Regions from separate parts of the Ovis aries genome. Here region 2 is linked to region 1. The links are chromatin contacts, called in public Hi-C maps. All regions are on one chromosome and are shown on one strand. The core of a region is the stretch at or near the end of the contact, and the rest is flanking DNA. Distances in the headings are between cores, read along the strand shown.

Evidence for each region. Hi-C and Micro-C count contacts between places; a contact is called where the count stands out from the background.
Region 2: a contact with region 1 is called in a Hi-C map of blood, with 2.6 times the contacts expected there. The contact joins two enhancer-like sites. A contact is called at or near these places in 13 of 16 Hi-C or Micro-C datasets (blood, hypothalamus, liver and 7 more).

The regions. Positions count from the first base shown.
Region 1 is chr25:28,996,155-28,999,965 of ARS-UI_Ramb_v3.0, reverse strand. No RefSeq gene overlaps it. Among named protein-coding and RNA genes, the nearest start is that of PLAU, 15 kb to the left of the region's middle. Within about 2 kb of position 2,180, at least 8 of the 54 cell types and tissues checked have an H3K27ac peak or open chromatin away from gene starts, as enhancers often do.
Region 2 is chr25:29,044,173-29,047,983 of ARS-UI_Ramb_v3.0, reverse strand. No RefSeq gene overlaps it. Among named protein-coding and RNA genes, the nearest start is that of PLAU, 33 kb to the right of the region's middle. Within about 2 kb of position 1,708, at least 12 of the 54 cell types and tissues checked have an H3K27ac peak or open chromatin away from gene starts, as enhancers often do.

The DNA.
Region 1 (3,811 bases), core at 931-3,430:
AATAGTTTGAGAAGGGTAAGTGTTAACTCCTCTATAAATGTTTTATGAGATTCACCTGAGAAGCCATCTGGCCTTGGACTTTTGTTTGTTTTTTGATTACTGATTCAATGTTATTATTGTTAATCAGTCTGCTCATATTTTCTATTTTTTTCTGATTCAGTCTTGGGAGATTGTATGTTTCTAGGAGTTTATCCATTTCTTCTAGGTTGTCCAATTTTGCAGCATGTAATTTTTCACAGTAATCTCTTATGATCCTTTATATTTTGGGGTCAACTGTAATTTCTCGTTCACCTCTGATTTTATTTACTGGGGCCCTCTCTGTCGTAGAGCTTAAAACATAGAGCTTAATATTGCAACATGAAGAGGTTCAAGAGAGCTGTTGCACAGTAAAGTAAATATACTTAACACTACTGAACTGTACACTCAAAAAGAATTAAGATGATAAATTTTATGTTATGTGTTTTTAAAAATTATTTATTTATTTATTTGGTTGTGCCAAATAAAGTTAGTTGTGGCACATGGGATCTTTAGTTGTGGCACGCAGGGTCTTTAATTGCAACATGCAAGCTCTCAGTTACAGCATGTAAAATCTAGTTCCCTGACCAGGGATCAAATCCCAGCCCCTTGCATTGGGAGCACGGAGTCTTAGCCACTGGACTACCAGGAAAGTCCCTGTGTTGTGTGTTTTGTTTTGTTTTGTTTTAACCACAATTTAAAAAAAAAAACTGTTAAATTAAACATTATGTACACTGACCATAAATGAAGTAAAAACTTAGAGAACAGAGACACTGAAATTAGAGATTTCCTGGACCTGAACAAATCGTAAAGGATTAGTCATGTTAGGATTGGCAGAAGACAGGAAAAAAGAAGTTCTAAGCAAGATAGGAGCTTAGATAAACATTGTATATATTATGGAGAGTACACTTTGTATGTGTTTAACTCTGTGTGTGTATGTATGTGTATACACGTGTACATAAGCAGTGATCAGTCTTGCCCAATTAGGGAGCATTTACATCGGAGAGCAGTGAGAACCACGTACAGATAGGTAAGGTGAAGTCAGATTATAAAAACTCTTAAAAGCCAAATAGAAGTCTATACTTGATAACACAGACTCCAGGAAAGCACTGTAAGTTCTTGAACAAGGATGTGTATAAGATTTTTAGTAAAGCTGAAAATTCCCACTGGTCTCAATGAAAATAAATGAAGTTAAGAAAGTAACTTGCATTTTGTCTGGGGTTGGGCTGGAGGGAATGGGGAAATGATAAACCCCCAGTGTTGGGTGAAGAAGGGGAGTAAGAACTGAAATAAAAGGACACCAAGGGGAAGTGAGAATTCAAGGAGGAAACGGGACCCAGACTCTTGTATAGCTGTCATTGTTCCTATTCATTAGGGACTTTTGTTTTTCCAAACTTGCAGGGTCATATGTTTTACTTTATAAAGATCTTTAGAAGGTTCCTTTAAAGGGCTGAACCATGAAATCCATATTTGAAGGCCAGAACAATAGTTTCAATAATAGTTTCAACTGAGGGCAGAGAGTCCCACTGTCCAATCCCAGAGGCACCTGTCAAGTACAAAGGCCGTGTCTCCAAGCATGAGCCGAGAGCTTCCTCTTAAGGAAGCAGTTGACTGCCGTGCTGAGAGCTGTGGTTTCAGAGTCAGAGAATGGAGTTCCATTCCCATCTCAGGTTCTGAATCCGCCTTTGAACCTGGGTGACTCACTTCCCTCCACGGGCCTCTGTTTCCTATTTTGTGAAAGCAGAAGGATGTCCTTTCCACCTGCTTCCATGGAAGAAAGAAGTGGCTGAAAGAAAAAGAATTTAAGTGAAGGGGTAAGGTCTGGGCTGAAGCAAAGCCTGAGATCAGGGGGCCAGGTTTGACACACCCATGCCCTTGACATCAGAAGTCTATGGAGAGGATGTAAGCATTAAACAATATAAACAAATGTTGCCCCAGAGAGTTTGGGTTCTGGGAATACGAACAGGGAATCATGACCAAAATTCCAGGTCTCCAAGTTCCCCTCAAGGAGTCATGAGGCTCGTGAGGAGGTGAATCACCACACCCAGTATCTATCTTGAAGCCCTAAAGCACCAAATATGAGCCTTAGCAAAGGAAGGGGCTCAGGGAAGTCCTGATTTAGCTAGCCCCCAGGGTGTAGCTAGAATGTAAGTCATTCCCTTAGGTCCTGGTAAGACCAGTAAACAGTTTTGCTTGAGGCAGCTGGATGGTGTTCTAGCGCTGAGGTCAGTGGCAGGTCAAAGTCATAAAGTCGGTCGCGTGGAGCCAGCGCAGTCGTCTCTGGTCTGGAAGCTAACATGGAAAAAGCAGCTCAGAAGATTGTAGGGCTTAAAGAAATCTGATTTGTATTCTTCCCAAAGTCTGTCCTACTTCTGGGTCCAACTCTCCGTAAGCAAAAGACAGAGACAAGGGTAGTGTCTTGTCAGAGCCCGGAAGAGAGGCCAGAGGGCATGGAAAGAAAGAAGTGTGTTGGCTGGAAAGACCATTCTCAGAGCCAGGGAGCCTCGTGGGAGCCCCAGGGAGCAAAGCAGACCTTGGGAATCTGGAACACTTGGACTTGTGGAGTGCTGTGGTCCAAAGGGATCTCACATACCACTTCACATCCATTAGGATGGTTTTTATCAAAATAGTGGAAAACGACAAGTGTTGGTGAGGATGTGGAAAAAATTAGGACCTTTGTGCATTGCTGGTAGGAAAGTAAAATGATGCAGACACTGTGGAAAACAGTTTGGCAAGTCCTCAAAAAATTAAATATAGAATTAACATATGATCGAGCAATTCTACTCCTAGGTATATACCCAAAAGAATTGAAAGCAAGGACTGAAACAGAATACTTGCTGAGCCACGTTCATGGACTTCCCTGGTGGCTTAGATGGTAAAGAATCCACCTGCAATGTAGGAGACCCAGGCTGGATCCCTGGGTGCGGAAGATCCCCTGGAGAAGGAAATGGCAACCCATTCCAGTATTCTTACCTGGAAAATCCCATAGACACAGGAGCCTGGTGGGCTACAGTCCATGGACTCACATAGAGTCAGACATGACTGAGCGACTGAGCATAGTTCATAGTTCATGTTCATGGTGGTATTATTCACGGTAGTCAAAAGATGAAGCAACCCAACTGTGCATTGACATTGAAGGAATAAACCAAAGGTGGCATAGGCATGCAATGGAATATTTTTTAGCCTTAAAAATGAATGAAATTCTGACACATGGGATGATATGCATGAACTTTGACAACATTCTTTAGTGAGATAAGCAAGACACAAAAGGCTATATATTGTATGACTCCACTTCTAAGAAGTATATAGAATAGGCAAATTCATACAGACAGAAAAAACAGAGGTTAGCAGGTGTTTGGAGGAAATATTGTTTAATGGATACAGAGTTTCTGTTTCAAATGATGGGAAAAGTTCTGGAAATGAACAGTTGGTTTCACAACAAACTGAATGTATTTAGTACCACTGAGATGTAAAAAGTGGTGAAAAATGGAAAACTTTACATTATGTGTATTTTACAAAAAAATAATTGCAAAAAAGGGGGACCTTAGGACTCAGGGATCGACAAGGCACTGAGAATAAGACACAGAGAAACAGAACATGAAAAAGTGGCAACACAGATGTTCAGAGTCTTGAGCTGAGATGGGCGAGGGAACTGGGACAGAGACAAAGCAATCTGTCCATGAGGAGAAAGTGTGGGAGTCAGAGATGAAATGCAGAGAAGGTGGCTGAAATGGAGCCCTATTAGGGGGTAGAGCTGACTATGGAGAAAGAAACAGGGATTGGCTGGTCTGGTTTT
Region 2 (3,811 bases), core at 459-2,958, 48 kb before region 1:
CTCTGTCTGTTTGAAGTGAGCCTTTGCCAGACCTAAAAGACTCTGTTTTCTCAATAACCTAATACCAGCTTCTGTCACTAGCCACGGCAGCTGCAATAAGCTGTGGGCTTCCGTGTGCTATTTTTATTCCCAGCACTCACTGGGACTCACTTGGTCACCAGTAGGTTCAAAGAAGCGATCGGAGGCCTGAATGTTACCATCTACCTCACAGGAATAAATGCTATGTGCCTAAGAAGGATTTTCATTAACTGCCTGGGTAAGGCTACTGCTTGCCCTCAAAACAAGGTCCTTTAGTAAAAGCTTCATCAGAGAACTCAGCTGTGGCCAGAGGCCTCTGGAGGACTTCCTGTTCTCTCTCTTTGAATCAAAGAGGTCATGACCCAACCCTGCTGCATAGAGGAGAATGGCTGCCCTTTTCAGAGAGGCCAGGCCCTTTGTGGTCACCATATGCAGCCAGGGCTCAGAAAAGGAGAAACTGAGTCAGGAATCCCCACTCAGCAACAGAGCATTTCTCTCCCTGGGCTCAGCCATCTTGCCTTCTTATCTAAACTTGCCTCCCATCCTCAGCACCGCTAACAGAACAGTCTGTTCCAACAAAGCATGGTATAAACAGCCTTGAAGTCTTTGGATCTTATCTTCTTAATATGAGCACCAATGTCCTCACACTGCCCACCAGAGCATCCCACCCAACTTCCCAACCAGGGTTCTGAGTGCCACTCCATTCTCGGTCGCCTTTCACCCCCAGCCCAGCAGAGGCCGCTAGAGTGATGCAGATGAAGCCAGAGTTGGCAGGAGCCATGAAAGGAGGGCCCAGGAGCTGGCAGAATATCCTGTCCGCTAGAAGCTGAATCCCAGCACACAGCTGGGAAGACTCCCTGAGCCTCCTGCCTGGGGCTCCCCTTATCCTTCTCAAAGGTGAAGAAGCACCAGACTGTTTCCATTTTGTTATTTTAAAATGTTTACTACTTCCATTTTTATGGATCCTGATATGTTTTTTAATTGCCAAAAAATAGTTACTAAATTGTAACCTATTTCAAATGTTTATACTTAGCAAATTAAAGCTTATGGCTCCCCCAGACACACACACACACACACACATACATACGAATATATGATGTAGCATGTGCTTAGCTGCTTAGTCATGTCCAACTCTTTGCGACCAGGCTCCTCTGTCGTGGGGATTCTCCAGGCAAGAATACTGGAGTGGGTTGCCATGCCCTCCTCCAGGGGATCTTCCCAACCCAGGGATCGAACCCAGGTCTTCCTCATTGCAGGTAGATTCTTTACTGTCTGAGCCACCAGGGAAGCCAGTGGTGCAATTGACAAACCATATGAAAATAATAATAGTTTACAGCACTCCTGGAGATAGTGAAGGACTGGGAAGCCTGGAGTGCTGTAGTTCATGGGGTCATAAAGAGTTGGACATGACTTAGCAACTGAACAACAATAAGAAGAAAGGTCCATTCATCAAAACTAAGAAATTAACATTTATACTAGTAACCTAAATTCAGACATTATTCAGGTTTTAAGAACTTTTTCTGGCCTAGGTGGTTGGTCTGGTAATGGGACAAGTTTGGGATGCGTGCTTTCTGCTAATCTCGGTGAATGAGGCTCCTCATTGGATATGCAACCCCACACATTTAAGGTCGGTATTTGAGACCCTTCATAAATGTGAGGCCCTAGCTAAATGGCCCTCTGATTCACTGTCTCCTCTCCACCTCCAACCACCATGGACCAAGCCATAGCGAAATATTACACCAAGTGCAGAGTAGATAAAAGAGGAAAGTGAGGAGGGTTCAAGAGTTACTGGTCTCCCTCCTCAAGCTCCCAACCTTCACCCTCAGTGGAGAAATGCTCTCAGTTGGCTGGAGGAACATAGCTGGCTAAGGAGGGGAAGGCTCCTCTGTATCGGCTGTCCCATTCCAAAGTCTCTACTCTGGTCCACTATTCCCTCCCCTTAGGCCCCAAAGCCTTTTCCTGTGTTTGTGTTGTTTTTGTCAGAGCAGGAAGTCTTCCTGGAAATCTTCCAGAAATCCAACATCCTCCTCCTTACCCAGGGGACATTGGCCTTAGGTGTGCAGCCTACTCCGCCCACCCCCACCTCAGCTCTGGGCTGGGATGATGATGCCAGAGCAAGGGGAAGCCTTCTTCCCAAGGACCCAGCATCAGCCCTGGGCCTGCCTTTCTCCCTCAGCAACACTCAGAACAATAACTCCTTACAGTAGAAAAGAACAATCAGGGAGAGAAAAAAAGCGAATTTTTTAAGGAAATGAGAAAAATGTGGACAGTGCTAAGAGGCAAACTCGAGCCTGTGTCTCACAGCGCTGCTCTTCCTCATGCTGGGTTTTCCACCCAGGGCTTGAAGGTTGAGCACCAGGACTATCTGCCCAGATCTGCTATGTCTGGTAGGAGCTTCGTCTTTTAATCTCTTTCTCCTTATTCAGTTATTAGAATCCCCATCTCATCCACTTGTCCCCAGAGATGATGAGACTAATGTGAGTGCCCAGTGAGACCGCAGTGTGTCCCCTCCCCTGGGAAGGTTGCAATATAGACCAATAGCTTGAGTGTCCTCCAGAGTCTGCGGATCCTGTTCCTGTGGGATGCCCCCGGAAAACGGGGATTCTGTGGTCAAATATGTTTGGAGTGGGGGGCTTCATATACAGGTTCACAATCTTTTATCCATAATGTTGAAGTCAAAAAAGTCCTGAAAAATAAATGGTTTTTCATAACTCAGGGACAGAACCTGACCTAAATTGATGTGTAACTTTTCAGATTCTTTATTTAACCTACTTAGTGTGAATATCCATATGTTTTGTTACAGAAATATGTGATTACAGGGCCTCTCCCACTCTGCTGGGGATGCTATGGGATAAATCATATATTCACACAAAAATTTGGAATTTCAAGTACATCTCATCCCAAGGGTTTGGGGTACTGGATTGTGAACTGTATAAATGCCCTTATTGGATCTTTATCCTGAACATAATATATCAAGGAGTCTGAGAAACCTTGTTTTAGACAAGAGACTAAGACTACAGAGCATTCCCTAAACTTATTTGGCTACAAACTCTTTTTTCCACTTAATATGAGTTAATACAGAATTTTTGTGTGGATGCTTTGATATACACAGGATGTTTAGAAGAACTTAACTCTCTACGAATGGACTCTCAGATGTAGGAAAAGGTGGATCTTCCTGAGCGCTCTTAGAACCTAGACCCTGGGGATGATTTTACCTCACTCAGCACTACAACTATGGGCAAGATGGAAAATTATAATGGGAAGACAGAGGCAAGGCTTTGATGATTCACATAGGCCTGGAACAGAGATAAGGCCTGCTGGAAAGCCCAGTAATTAACAGGACAGATACCTCTGTCAAAAGTCAAACCACAGAGTCAGACAAGAACCAGGAGGGAAACAGTTAAGAGTTCAGCTAAAGGTCAGAAGGGGCTTCCCAAGTGGTACTAGTGGTAAAGAACTCGCCTGCTAATGCAGGAGACGCAAGAGATGTGGGTTCAATCCCTGGGTTGGGAAGATCTCCTGGAGAAGGAAATGGCAACCCACTCCAGTATTCTTGCTTGGATAAACAGAGGAGCCTGGGTGCGCTACAGTCCATGGGGTTGCACAGAGTCAGACACAACTGAAGCGATTTAGCACACAAAGATCAGAAACCAAGAGATATGCAGGATCAGGAGACCAAGTACCCATCATGAAATATCCTGGAAACTAAGGCAATATTTTGTTTCATCCTCTGAGCTTTTACAAGCCTCCTATAAAGATCCACTTTATAGGAATGTGAAATTTACAGGTAGAA